Linked DNA regions of Gasterosteus aculeatus: region 2 is linked to region 1. Evidence: chromatin contacts called from public Hi-C data. All regions are on one chromosome and are shown on one strand. Each heading gives the region's core, a stretch centred on a gene start, on an enhancer-like site or on the middle of the called end of the contact. The rest is flanking DNA. Distances are from core to core; before and after follow the strand shown. Region 1 holds the start of dock10 (dedicator of cytokinesis 10). Region 2 overlaps dock10 (dedicator of cytokinesis 10).

What was found. A called contact is a pair of places that touch in the nucleus more often than the background predicts.
Region 2: a contact with region 1 is called in a Hi-C map of whole body, with 3 times the contacts expected there. The contact joins the enhancer-like site here to the promoter of dock10 in region 1. A contact is called at or near these places in 3 of 6 Hi-C or Micro-C datasets (skeletal muscle and whole body).

Annotation. Positions count from the first base shown.
Region 1 is chr1:9,785,087-9,792,441 of fGasAcu3.hap1.1, forward strand. It overlaps dock10 (dedicator of cytokinesis 10), which reads left to right and starts at 3,906. Exons shown (of 56, transcript XM_078104671.1): 1 at 3,906-4,242. The coding sequence starts at 4,135.
Region 2 is chr1:9,817,989-9,825,343 of fGasAcu3.hap1.1, forward strand. dock10 (dedicator of cytokinesis 10) reads left to right here. Exons shown (of 56, transcript XM_078104671.1): 14 at 505-587; 15 at 707-829; 16 at 902-981; 17 at 1,105-1,292; 18 at 1,412-1,477; 19 at 1,611-1,703; 20 at 1,828-1,951; 21 at 2,042-2,163; 22 at 2,285-2,368; 23 at 3,681-3,773; 24 at 3,939-4,057; 25 at 4,453-4,522; 26 at 5,820-5,933; 27 at 6,046-6,117; 4 more. Among protein-coding and RNA genes, the nearest start is that of LOC144409496, 19 kb to the right of the region's middle. Within about 2 kb of position 4,048, at least 6 of the 9 cell types and tissues checked have open chromatin away from gene starts, as enhancers often do.

The DNA.
Region 1 (7,355 bases), core at 2,656-5,155:
TATGACCGTATGGGGATTAAATGTGCTACCTTGAGTTGACAGAAAGCTCAAGGAAAGATTCATGGTGCACGTGTGAGCAGTTAATGAAACACAGTTCATTTGGATGGATAAAATGAAGTTAGTTGTTGAATCAGCTCCAGACTTTGTTTCAAGAAAGTATCCCACACTACAGCTTTACCCCTCTGAGGTTTAGCCTTTGCAAAAGGGGTTGCAGTTCACATCTCCTGACTCAACTGCCTGATGTGTTTTAGAATTAAAGATATATATCTTCAAATGGGGAGTTTCCCCCTTGACATCACTTGCCCTCCGCAGATGGAGAGCCGTGATGTTCAAACCCCCGAGAAATTCCATTTGTAATTTTCATATGTTCTGTTTTCTTTTTCCTCCATTTTTGCCTCCGCAGCTCCTTTTTATGATCCCTGCACTTCGCCTCTCCATTCAAGTCTCTCTGTGGCTGTATATCCACCATCAGCTTGTCCTCTGCTGCCAAAAGCCCTCATTCCCCATGCTCTCTCCATCTTAGACAAGTCTGCTCTCTAACTCTCCTACACATCGTGTCCACATCTCTTAAAGATTCTGACACAGACACACACACAGCACACGTGCAGGTTCCAGGGCTACACACACACACACCATTCTTTTCCTTCCCATTGGGGACCCTATTGCAGATGAACACACACTCATTTTGTGATAGCTCCTTGCAGCGGAAATTAGAATTAGACACTTGGGCAAAGCCTGGCCTGCAGAAATGTGACCCGCTGCTCTCCCCGAATACTTTCAAATGGTCGTTACTCTTTTCTCTGTCCTCAAGATGGTCCTGGATAGAGAGAACCTGTGGAAGCTCGAGTGTGCTATCTTGTTATTGAATCTGAGGACTTGACAAGAAAAATAGGCTGCCAAAAGCTGCACCGTGTCCAGAAGAGGTTTCGGCGTTTCACCAACTCTCCTCACTCCCTTTTCTCGGTATTGGCCTCTCTATATTTTTTCTAATCCTGCTTTTCCCGTTCACCTCTCAGTTTACCTGTTCTGTCAGCCACGCAGGACTGAGACTGGGACAGAACTCCCAAAGCGTTTGGAACTGGCTGGCTGGCGCATTATCAGATGAATTCATCATTTACAAGTAGACCAGCACTTATTTCTTTACTACTTCATTTTTTCTTTTTACATTGCTGCTCTTTTGCCTTCATCCCCTCTTATGCATGCACCCCTCCCCGTATGGCTGCCTCTGTCTGCAGCTCCGAGGTGAGCCCAGATGACTGTCAGGCCGCACGAGATTTTGTCACGCGTCCAAATAGCGTTTTTGCATTCTGTGGACGCACTGGTTGCACATTCTATTAAGCAGGACTGACACGCCCGCGGCTCTGCAACATTACTCAAGTTGAATGGTCAAATCGCTCAGCATGTTCCACCTGGAAACACTAATCACGTTTACGTATTGATTATCTGTTAGACGGGCGAGCGCCAGCCAAGGCCATCACACCCATACGTACTTAGAAATACAAGAAGATATGCACATGTGGATGGAATCGTTGAAGCTCGCTAGCTTAGCCCCGTTAGCTCTTACAGCACTTTGGTCCCGTCCTCACAGTAAAGCTTCACACAAACTTCAACTTTGAATAAACCCTCCTGGATATACCAGTAGTTAGGCACCCAGCCAACAAGTCACATAAGACAACTTTGGAGCTGTCTGATGGCATATTGAGCCTCTCTTGGCAGAAGCTGTGCAGCGCTCCTTAGCGTCCATGCTACATTGAGGTTTAGGTTAGGTTACGGTAACGCATCACAGAGAGGAGTGGTTCATGTCAATTAAATAAAAGTATTGTAACTGAATTTGAAAATGTAATCCTTAACTACTGGTTTTGGAGGAACTTATCAGCACTCAACATTGGATTCAACCCAGTGTAAAACATTATTACACAGGAACTTGGCACATGCTCACAAGGCAGTTTTATATTATTCCTCGGAATCCTTGTCGTCTTGTCTGGAGAAAACTTTGGACCCACAAATTTTTGGTTACACATGGTTGTTTTATAGCGTGTGGAGTTGATCAAACAAAGGTCATTGGAAAGGAGAAGTGAGTAGTAACTGGCGGCAGATTGCAACTAACTGAAACGCGTCCCGTGTGTGTGCTGAGCATGTAAGAGAACCACAGCGGCCTTTGTTTCTGGGCAACTGAAACATGGTGGCCGGCTCCATGAAGAGGACACACTCCCTGTGTCAATATAAGCACATATTATTATCATTATATTTGCATCTACTACAGATGGCATCAGTGGTATGGTAGAATAAAGTTATGTGTTCCCAAAGTCTTCATTGTGAACCAATGTAAAATGTAATCTTTTTGTTGATGTTCCACAGATTGTGTGTGATACATAAGTGTATCATACATTGTTCATTAATATCATGCCAAGGCCATGCCTGGTGTGTTGCTCCCATCTAGAGGTCATATTTGGTATAATCATTTTATTAGGTACACCCACATGAAAAGAGTCCTGCAATAGAGTCAAACTCCATTCATCTCACAAAGTTTTACCGAGTTGATTTAACATGAGCTTCATTTTGAAGTCGACAGTTTGTGATGCTGTTGGGGTTTGTTGTGGTGTCTTCAATATATTGTCCCCATTCACATAAAAAAGGATACACACGTTAATGGAAACAACTCTCAGTATACAGTGTCAGGAGCACAAACTGCAGCCTCCAAAATTACCCTCACATTCAATCAACTCCCCACTAAAGCATACTATACATTACAACCTTCGTGAAGGTATCAGTTGTTGCAGGAGTGTTGCATGTAACTACATTAAAGTAGTTTAGCTAATAAAGTGGAAACTGAGTGTATATTTTCCCTGGATTTGATCAGCATGCAGGTTTTAAAATACAAGATTATCCACGCTCATCCACACTACTTGCTTCCTTAAAGTAAGATAAATATGCTGCCTGGTTGGCCTGTGTATTAGAACAGATGTTATCAATTACAGCCTAAAACTATTTAACCTGATCATATAGCACAGCTTAAACAAAACAAAAAAAGATTGAAAACTACTTTTAGCAGACTCAAATTTCATATATCACAAGCATTCAACGGTAACTTAATAACAATTAAACACTAAATTGGAGAGAAAGCGGGGACTTTCTCTGCTCACTGTAACAGCGTTGTTCTGATATTTTTTTCTTGTCTCCTGTCTTCATTATAACCAACCAATGACCAACCAAACCACAGACACACTCAAAAATGGACATTAACCATCGTTCGTTGTCGTTTCACAAACAACGTTTGTTCATGTTACCTCTCCTGAGTATTAACCGATTACACTTGACTCTTCTCGACTGTAATAGTGCAATACCACCTTTGACCACGCAACAGACCCTCGATCCCAGGGGGGCGCTGTTTCACTCTATCGAGGAAATGACTTAGTTGCAATAACCACGTATTGACGCCACGTGTCGCTGTTGGCCTGTGCTTTTTTACCTCGTCTTATCTACAGTGCAGCTCCCTTACAGACAGTCCATGCCTACTCCCTCCTTCCTTCATCGTGACTGGACTGATGATAAGTAGTTGACATTTCAGATATTTCCCTGAGAAGCATTGAGTATTATATACAGGCTCAAACACCGGTCACATCCGTGATATCAGTTTCAACTGTTGGGTTACCGTGGCATTCCTACCCATTAACACTCTAAACTAACATCTTATTTGTGCATAATGGTAATGGAAATTCAGCAACAACGTAAAATGTATCTTTTCACATGTGACGTTCGCGTAAAGTAAGGGTAAGAATAACTACAATTTAATTACTGAAGCCCTCCAAATAAATGCATTCTTAGCAGTGGCGCAATCATACTTTACGGGTTTGACAAAGGTGTTTTATTTCGAAAGTTAAGACCGGAAACACCGTCTTTGACTCTGGTCTAGCTTGACGTGCATTTTCGCCGCACAGGCATCATCTGCATTACGCGCGCCGGCGTGTGCGGACTCAGCGTGTGTGTCAAACACGGCTCGCCTCGGCTCGGCTCGGCTCTGCTCGGCCCACGTTAGCAGGACAGGCGCGCAGGGCGGGGCCCAGGTGGGTCTGACTGACTGCAGCACACACCCCTCAGGGCTGAATTGGGCTCCGTGACCGCTCCGATGAGGACATGGCAGCCGAATCGACCCGGAGATTCACCAAGAACCTGCTGAAACCGGGGACCGCGGCGGAGATCCGCCAGACGGCGTCCAACGCGGTCAGACACGCTGCGGTGACGGTGAGTGGTACCCGGGTGGATTGTGGAAACATGGTGGGGTGTGTGGGGGGAAAAAAAAGAAAGAAAAAACGCATCACACACACCTGTGGGCCCAAGGTTTCTTTTTTGGTTTGAGCGCCTTTGGCCGCTAAAAGCTTTGCGTCTGGATGTGAATTCGATCTGCACCACTGCGCCGTGTTCAAATCTGGCAAATTGGCATTCATGCTGCATCTTTCTTTTGCGGCTGATGTGCACGAGCGGCACTGTACAGCGCAGCTGCTCAGCATCTGGCCATTGATCCTGCGAGGGGAAACGAATCGGTGCTCAAAAAGGTGCACAAATTGCCCAACCTGGAGTTTATTTCAGTGCGTGTGTGTCTCCTGTGAATGAAATGCAGTAAATAGCGGGATAGTGGGATGCGGCATGACACGGGCAGCGGTTTGCATCTGCCCAGCGGCGCAGGGAACCGCGGAGGGAGGAACAGAGGGCCGATCAATTCGACCTCTGGATTAATTCATGACTATTTCTACTATCGGGCCGTATTAATGTCACGAGAAGTGCTTGTGGGATGTTTGATTCAGTGGGTGTGTCGCTGCCTCACAATGAGAGGCTGTGATTGACATTAAGATAACGGGAGGAGGGGTGCAGGAAAAAACATCCACTAGCACGTACGCATGCACACGCACGCACGCACACACCAACACACATCTACTCATTCAAGGAGAAGGTGCTTTCATGATGTCCTTTTGATTCATCTGGCTGAGGACAAATCCTCCACCTCACGTTTGGCGTGCGTGTCTGTGTGCGTGTGTGTGGCCACGCTGATTAGCATAGAGAAAGGTCACTCCACTTCAGACTACTGCCACTCTGCATCCTCTCCACTCGGGTGTTAGTGTGTCAGTGGGACACACGCGTACCAGCACAGTGAGAATTGATTGGAATAAAAAGAGAAAATCTAATATCACCGGTGTGCGTGCAGAACGAATGGAATGGAGACATCGCCTTTTTGCACGAGCGGCCAGATGTTCCCACCGGCAACAGTGTCAGTTGAACAGAATTGAATAGAATAACATGTATTTGCTGTACACCAGGACGCTGCTTATTTATTTTTCATCGGATGAATCGATGGACTGGTAAGTGTTGGTATCATTTGGTGCCAGTGAGCTTTCCCGCCATGCCTAAAAGCGCTGCAGTCGAAGTCGCACAGTGGCTTTTGAGCAAAGACAGTTGAGGGAGTTCCGCTCATTTAGACATTAACTATATAACTGTCAGTCAATATGTTTTTATTCTTTATGAAAGCCCACATTTATTTGCATCACTAATAGATATGTGGCATTGCCCACAATGGCCTCAACGGTATAAATATCACAGTTTAAACAGTTTGACGGAGTTTCCAAGGGTTAACAGGTTTGTACAATCCCCGGCTGTTAGATGATCATATCGCCTGCCCCCACAGGAAACACAATTTACCCTGAATACAAGATCTGTTCCTGTAAAGCATTTGGCGTTGTTTTTTGAAAAAAGTGAACTTAAATAGAAACCGTGACTCGTACTTCACCCACATGTGTAAAGACCCATGCAAATCAGTTTCAATTCCCTCATATATCTTGATAAAGATATAACAATCCATAAGTCATTACTCAAAGTCATTGAATGTACAGACATACGAGCTGGATCGCTGGTGAGGGTGAGAAGAGTAAACGTGTGTGTAAGCTATGCACGGGTTTGGGTTAAGTGGGTGTGTAAATGTCCATTTCTGCGAGTGTGTTAATGCACATCCTGTTGTTGGTGAAAGAAACCAGGTCAGCAGAATCAGGCCCTATGGCAGAACATTTATTGAAGCGCAAGCCTCACCCCCCCATCTCTTTCATTGACCCCTTCGTATTTTTCATAGTTGCCATTTAATTTTCCTCATTCACTTAAAGCCCGTCTGTCCCCGCCTCCTCCCATCCTCCTGACTCGGCTCCATCTGTGCATGCTTTCACTGTTTCAGAGTCTTTCGTATTTGAGTTGCATCTCACAATGTCTTCCTTTGTGCTTTTTCCCGTTCCATTGCTGTCCATTGGTCCTCAGACAGGTTAGATCACTTTCTGAAGTCTGTGTCTGTGTGTGCTTGCGATTGTATATAGCATACATGATACCAGGTATCTCCCCTGTGGTGCACATTGCATTTTCCTTTTGATGAAGGGCTCTGTGAAAGCAATCACTGCTTTCTGACTGCTCTGTTTTCTCTCATGGTGGGTCAGCCCACCCAACCCCAAATATGTAGGGAGCAAGGGAGGGTTGATGGGTACAGGAATGAAGGATGTAACGGTGGTTGAGTTCGGGTTCTTTTTTTGGTTGTTGTTTAAAGACCTACAGTTTGTTGCTTCAGTGACCATGAGATCTTTTCCATTACCTATTTTTTGGGGGGCTCCGTCATCCTGTGATCCGCGGGACAGGAAATGGCTGTGAAAAAAAACCCTGACAAATGAATTGACATATCCAAAATACGTTTAATATTAAACATAAATAAGCTGAATTTGTATCGAACACGCTTGAAGAGCAGTATTTAAAACACATCTTGAATAAAATGAACACGGCGTGTCCGACGTTACTCGGGATTAGGAGAGAAAGTGTTCATTATGACTCTCAGCTGAAGTGAGCAGCCGAGCTGTGCAGACACAAGTGGCGTTCTTGTTGTGACTCTGGCTGCCGGCTGGGATGAACCGCATGCCATGTCGTGCCATGCCATGCCACATGCCCCCACCCCGCCCCCGGCATGTGGCATCCCACTTCAGCTCAGTTCATTCGCCCCGGTGGCACTGGGTTGCTTGTCGGTGCTCCACCTCGCTCCCTGCTTACGGTCACACGAATGCACGTACATGTTCCACACGAGGTTAAATCAGGCTCCGTCTTTCACTTGGCCTTATTGAAACTGAACTGTAATCCCATCATTAAATGATCTTCTACATTATGCAACTGTTGATTCAGCCTATTGACAACAAATCACTGCATGGTTTATTGGTTGACTTGCTGCCATTGCAATTTCAATCTCATTTTCCGTACACATCAAACTGAATATTATTGATTAATGTGTTTTTTTTTAAAAATACAGTTTGTTCAAAAACTGGGAAAATATCCATCCCAATTTC
Region 2 (7,355 bases), core at 2,798-5,297, 33 kb after region 1:
TCAATATTTGACATCATTGATACCAATTGAATGGACAGCAACAACAGCGGAACATTTCTATTTTGTTATCAGAGGAAGCAGAGGAAAAGAAATAGCTCACAAAACATACTATTAGGATATTTATTGTACGCGAAAGGGCTTAATGCACTCTGTGTTTAATGCACGACATTTTACAAAATGGTTTTCCTCCCAGGACGGAGTTTATCTTCATCAGTGAATGCCAGTCCCGGCCGGATAGTTTAGAAATGCGGTTTTTCCGACATCCTATCCAAGACATTTCCTGGCTTCCCCGCCGGCTGCGCTCCATGTGGTCCCTGTTTAAACGCCTAAGTGAATCACCAGACATTCAACCTGCTGCCTGTAACAGACGAGCTAGTCAGTCCGTCGCTCTGTCTAGGTCAACGAAAATTTAGGGCTGATCCCATCCCGTTGTATTTAAAAATATCCGCTGTGGTAAGGCTAACATTTCCGTCTGCCCTTCCTTTCTCTGCTTGTGTCGCACAGACTGTTCAGAAGATATTGAAATCCAACAAACAGTTCTGTAGCAAACTCGGGAGGTACCGTATGCCATTTGCCTGGTCTGTCAGGTTAGTGCCCCTGGTTGGATGCTAAACATGCAAACACATTCAAAATGTAACCACCATGTTCCTTCCATGAGATCTAATTGCTAACCAAAAGCGCCGTGTCTCCCGTCTATCTGCTATAGGTCAGTGTTTAAGGACAACCACGGGGCACTGGACAAAGAGTCTCGATTTTCGCCCCTCTTCAAACAGGAGAGCAACAAGATTTCAACAGATGACCTGATCAAGCTGGTGTCAGAGTACAGGAGGTGTGTCACTGCACCTCCAATGCAAGATGAGCGCTTCCTGTGGCGTTTTTAATCTGACCTTTGTTTGTGCAGGGCTGAGAAGACCAGCAAACTGCAGACTATTCCTGGGACGCTGGAAATCGCAGTCGACCACGTTCCATTGGAGCATCCTAGTATGTCCATTTTTATTTTTTTGGGGGGGGGCATTAACTCCCCTTTTCCGCTTTCTGCCCCCTCCCTCCCTTCTGCTTTCCCACTCGGCCAGTTGTTTGAAACTCACTTTTCTGTGCTCTCAGACTGCGTGACCCCCTCGTGTGTGCCGGTGAAGCCCTTTGATGAGCTGAGCAAACACCAACCTACGGTGGAGGTGGAGGAGTTTGTCCAGGACACCACCAAGTTCACGCAGCCCCACCGCGTCTACAGAAACCACATCTACGTCTATCCGAAACACCTCAAATATGACAGCCAGAAGAGCTTCGCCAAGGTATGGCATGGTATTTTTTATTAGGATTTTACAGTAGCCTCTTGTTTTTTTCCATGCTGTACTTTCGTTTCTCACAGTGTTTCATTTGTGTGCAATAATTAAGTTCATTTTGTTCCCAGGCTCGTAACCTTTCCGTCTATGTGGAGTTCCGCAGCTCGGACGAAGAAGTTGCCAAACCTTTAAAGGTAGAAAGCTGTACAAAAACATGCTGATGTGACATTTATTCGGTTTTTATGTGACTCCCTTTTTCTCCCGTTAAACTGTCAATCATTAGAAACCTGCTGAGCAAGTCTTCTTCTGTTTCTGACGTTTTTCCAGTGCATCTACGGCAAGCCGGGAGGTCCAGTTCTCACCACAACAGCCTGTTCCACGGTCCTGCATCACTCCCAAAACCCAGACTTCTATGATGAGGTAGATTGCTTGGGACAATCGTAATGATAATAGAAGTAGAACCTGAGATTGGAAACAATGTTTTCATGGAAAACTGCAGCATCCCTTGCATGTCCTCATACATTACCTTCTGTTGTGTCCCCAGGTGAAGATTGAGCTTCCTACTCAACTCCATGAAAAGCACCACCTTCTTTTCTCCTTTTACCACATCACCTGTGACATCAATGCTAAGACGAATGCTAAGAGGAAAGAAGCCCTGGAGACACCAGGTAGTTTGGCGGCAGATCATGAAGCTGAAATAATAGTAAAAACGTATCACGCCCACCGTGCAGCACTGTGTGTTTTGCATCCCTTTCCAGTGGGATTTTCTTGGCTGCCTCTCCTCAAAGAAGGCCGCCTGTCATCCCAGGAGTTCAGCGTCCCCGTCTCCTGCAATCTGCCACCTGGATACCTGTCCATCAAGGAAGCGAGCAGCACCAAGGTGCGAGAGAGAGAGGACAGATGCTGGCTGTATGAATATTGGACATTGTGAAGGATAATTAAGACGTTCTTATCTAGTGTGGACACGGTTTGGTGACATCCTCCATTGCTCCATTTTACAGAACGGAGCAGATACGAAATGGGTCGATGGAGGAAAGTCTATCTTCAAAGTGTCCACCAATGTCGTCTCCACAGTATACACTCAGGTAAAACCACCATCTGGGCCTCTACAGTCTCTCCTCGCTCTCTTGATGCTTTACTGATCCTGTGATGGACTTCCCACATGTCCGAGGTGTGATCTATTGCAGGATCTAAACCGAATGAGAGGTATAGAAAAATGAATGGATTGTTGTTTTCAGCTTCAGCCTCCTTGTTAAAATGAGCTAGAATGTGGACATGGTCTCTCAATGTCTCCGCCTCAAAGGACCGTTTAACCCCAAATGGAGAAGATTGTCCGTTTTCCTGTCCTTAACTGCTCCGTCTGTGTGCTCTGATTGCGTGGAATGGCAAAATGGATTCGATTTCCTGAAAGAGCTTACAGGACTAGTGGATAGTATCAGATCCAGTTACTAAAATGTCCTCCAAGTAGATCTGAAACTCATAATATCTCAATTGCATTCTTTGGCCCGCACCCCCAAATAAAATCAGCGATGGTCATTTTCATTTCATATCATTCTAATCATTGATCTGGGTTATTTTTGGCATACAGGCACATTCTACTTTTATGTAGAAACTAAATGCTGTCTTTATCATGGTTGTTTTGTGTGGAGGGGTGCTTTGATGGGACCAAGGAAAATACTGTCATAGGGGCTGCAGCGAGAACTGTCAGTCTCTCTGAAGCTGTTGTCTTTTCTCACAAACTGTCTACGCGCGGTAAACAATCGGTTCGATCGGCTGAGTTGAGTGAACCTGTATCCGTAGTAACCGGATTAGCTGCGCCCGCAGTCTAAAGCAGCAAGAGAAATACACCCTCATGTCCTACTCTACTCTTTATTCTCATGCATTTGTCAGGAATTGGCCTTGGGTCCTGGTAGAATCTATGTCTTGGTTTCACTTGCAAATTATCAAAGTTGATAAAGGATCTTAGTATTACTTTTGAAAACCAGTTAAAAATAGAATTTAAAGACAATTAAAACATGTGAAGTCATGTTGTCATGACTGCCACAGGAACATTTCAAACAAGCGTTGTAGAAAACTGATCTCAATTCGATGGATATTTATTAAATATACTCCTCCACCATCTTGCTTCTGCAACGAAACTTTCACTACACATACAATAATACATATTGTATTGGCCTCCATAGTAAATCGTCAAAGCAAAACACATCCAAATAAACTTTGTGGTTGTTTTCTGTTCTTTTTGAAACTTTTCAGAAAGAACTGAATTTAAACATGACTTACCAAGGGGGTGAAGTCCACATGTTTGGATCGATTGCTTCTCAAAAAGGAACCAGTCCGATAAGTATCAGTGCAGATGCTTACAGCTTATATAATTATGTTTTCCTCCCTCTGTGCCAGGACCCCCACCTGAACCGATTCTTCCAGCAGTGCCAGAAGAGAGAGCTGGACCTCTCGCTTCCGCCTACCTCCAACTTCCTCAACTGCTTGAAGGTCAGAGAAAAGGCCCCACAAAAATACAAAAGACTTGCCTACTGAACACTGCTCCGTGTCTTAACCAGTGCGACCCTGCTGTACTGTGCTCCAAACATATTGTTTTTGCCCTTTTCATGGTTTAAGTTTCTTCCTGCTGCGCTCTTGTTTTGCTCCGTCCTCCAGGGTCTTCTCAGCATGGAAAAGCTCCCAGTGATCATTCGATTCCTGCCAGTGCTCTTCAACCAGCTGTTCAAGGTTCTGACTCAGAATGACAACGACGAGGTCACGACTGCCACCACAAGGTAGGCCGTGGTACTGCAGCACCATTAACAGCTGGACTCACATCAGGGCGGTGGCGGCTCTGTGGTTGTTTTAAAGCACACGTCAGGGATGTGTTTAAAAACACCAAACCCCATTTTTATATTATAAAATATAGAGAGTATCAAAATATTAAATTCATTTATATTACATTATATTGTTATGTATTTATTATGTTCTATTTATATTATATATATATATATATATATATATATATATATATATATATATATATATATATATATATATATATAATATTTATATTTTATACCAAATATTGAAAATCAGTGAATGAAGAGATAACATGTTAGCATTGGTGACGTTTTGATGATAAAAGCTGTAAAAAATAAAATGCTCTGTTCGCCTGTGTCTGCTGCAGAGTTCTGGTCCACATTGTTGCAAAGTGCCACGAAGAAAACCTGGATCACTACCTGCACTCCTACATCAAGGTAAAATAACACACATATCCACAACACCGTGGTGTGTGTGTGTGTGTGTGTGTGTGTGTGTGTGTGTGTGTTGTCAGAATGACCGTATGATAAATATGATGTTGTAATATGCTGTGGTACTGGAATGTCTGCAGACTATTTCTTTTTGGAGGCTTTATGTCTGTGTTTGTTTGTTTGTGTGTGTGTGTGTGTGTGTGTGTGTGTGTGTGTGTGTGTGTGTGTGTGTGTGTGTGTGTGTGTGTGTGTGTGTGTGTGTGTTTGGGCCAGCAGGAGTGTGGCTAGGGCCTCATGCCCAGAAAGCTGTGCAAACACAAACAGAGAAGTAGAGAGAGATGAAGAAGTCAAAGAATGAGTGATTTGAGTCGGAGGCAAACTAGGAACTCTTTCCCGCTCAATCAGACACACGAGGTGTGTTTGTTTAACGGGGGGGAGATAAGATAAAAACAGGAAAGAGACCAGACCTGTTTCATGTTGGCCACAGTGAATGGAAACTGCTGCGCTTGAATAGGCAGTGTCATAGACGAATGGTGGGAGGGTAAGAGGAGAGGACTAGCGAAGGCTTATGGAACCGGGGTTGCCATAGTAACGGATTGGCATGATGTTCGGTAGTAGTGGTGCCCAATTTGAACTGCTGAGTGAGTGTGTGTGTGTGTGTGTGTGTGTGCGTGAATATATTTGTGTTCAATGAGAGGGAGAGAAAAGAGGGGATCAATTCAATGTAGCATGAATTGAATACCATATGAATCAAACCTTTTGATTTTCATATAATTAGCCAAATGGAAAATATTTTATTTGCCTTATTTCAGGTTTCTGTCCACTGTAAGTGTCTTTGTCTTCATGCATTTACACTGATTTTGAATGTGCGCGTTATTACATAATAGAGCCGAATCAATGAATGTATGAAGTAGTATTTTGATATCGGTTTACATCATTTTAGAGCATGATGTTTAAATGTCTTGTCATAAAGCTCATTTGGCAGCAACATAAGACATTTGAGAACCGCACATTATCCAATCATTGGGATATTGATTTGAAAAGTAATTTTGAGGACCATCAAATATGCCAATTAAGTTTATTCCAAATATTAATAATTAGAATCATTGTAGCTCTAATTAGTACTATGGACTGCAACACACTTGGGATCTGCGTAAACTGTCTGTTCCATTGAACTCTGCTGTCCTGTCCTTCTCTCCCCTCATGTCCTGTTATTGCTCAACATTTGCTTCCCAGTAAAGGGAGAAAACAATTGTAACAGGAGTGTGTTTTGGGACTAATTTCCCCTCCTCCGTGTGTGTAGTATGTATTCAGGACGGAGGCCCACGGCTTCAGGACAGTTCACGAGGAACTGGCTAAGGGCATGACCTTTGACCTGAAGAGCAATGAGCAGACAGCAGTCAAGAATATCCTCAAGGTTTGTCTCTCTCCTCCTCATCATGTGTGAATCCCCTGTTTTCATGCTTGAGCTGATTAGACGGAAAATATTGGCGCCCGACTGACCTTCCTTTGTATTCTCCTGGTTTCAGTTCTCCTGGTTCTTCTTCGAACTGATTGTCAAATCCATGGCCCAAAATTTGCTTGACTCCGACAAGGTGAAGGTGAGTTTGCACACTCTTGCTCATACTTTTGGCCCGCGGGGGTCCCTCATTGTGTTTATTGGTTTATTATAGTTCCTTAGCATCTGTATATTCTATCCTTGGACAAAGGGCAGGATTTTGCAATGATGACTCTTTGCTCCCACAGCTACCGAGGCCCCAGCGTTTCCCCTCATCCTACCTGAGCCGCGTGGAGACCCTGGTGGAGACGGTGTCCGAACACATCTTCTGGAAAAACAAAGAACTGGCAGAAGAGACGCGCAATGCCAACTTAGCCGTTGCAGCTTTTGTCAAGGTGGGAGCTAAATGTGTTACCTCGTGGATTTAAATGCAAAACGATCAAGTAAAGTATGAGCACATGTGAACAAACTGTGCGTACTCTGTAGTGCTCGATAAAAACGGCATAAACAGACTGCAAATGAAGATGGTTTCCATTTACGGATGTTACCTCTTGAATTAACCATTTGTGTTAACTGGTCTGGCTGCCAGTGTCTTTATTAGTCGATTTGATCTGTACGTCTCTCCGCAGCGTTGCTTTACTCTCATGGACCGAGGCTTCACATTCAAGCTGATTAGCAACTACATTAACATGATCACTGCTGCTGACAGCAAGGTAAAAAAAAACATTTAGCAGGAATTAAATACAGGGAACTAGCAAGTACACACGTATACACAATGCATTCAAATATTTTTTTGTCGTGTGATAGGTCTTGTGTGAGCGGAAATTTGAATTTCTGAGAGAAGTGTGTAACCACGAGCACTACATTCCTCTCAGCCTGCCGCTACCCTCCGCTCGCATCACAGGTAAGCGCTTGAGTCGTACCCGGTGGTCCAGGTGAACCATTGTTAATGTGGTAACCATCACACATCGAGTAGCTCTCACTCTCATTTGTCTATTAACACTCTGTCTCTCTCTCTCTTCCTGTCAAATCATCTAACTATTTGTCCATGTCAGACCATGCATCTCCAGAGCCACAAAGTACTCATGGTAAATATGTTCACGCATTCCTATGTAGTGTTGCTCGTGCTGCAGTGGTATGACGATAATGAAATGAACGGAAATTTGGGTTGTCGCATCATCTGCTCAAACTAACCAGATTTTTAATTCAGAAGCGGATTACTAACCTCCCCGACGGAAAGCAAACATTGACCCCAGCGTTACTTAAATCACATGCAGCCCAGTTACCTTTCCATTTACAACGTGAATCCATCATGCTGTCTCTCCTCAGTGTCAGTGCCCG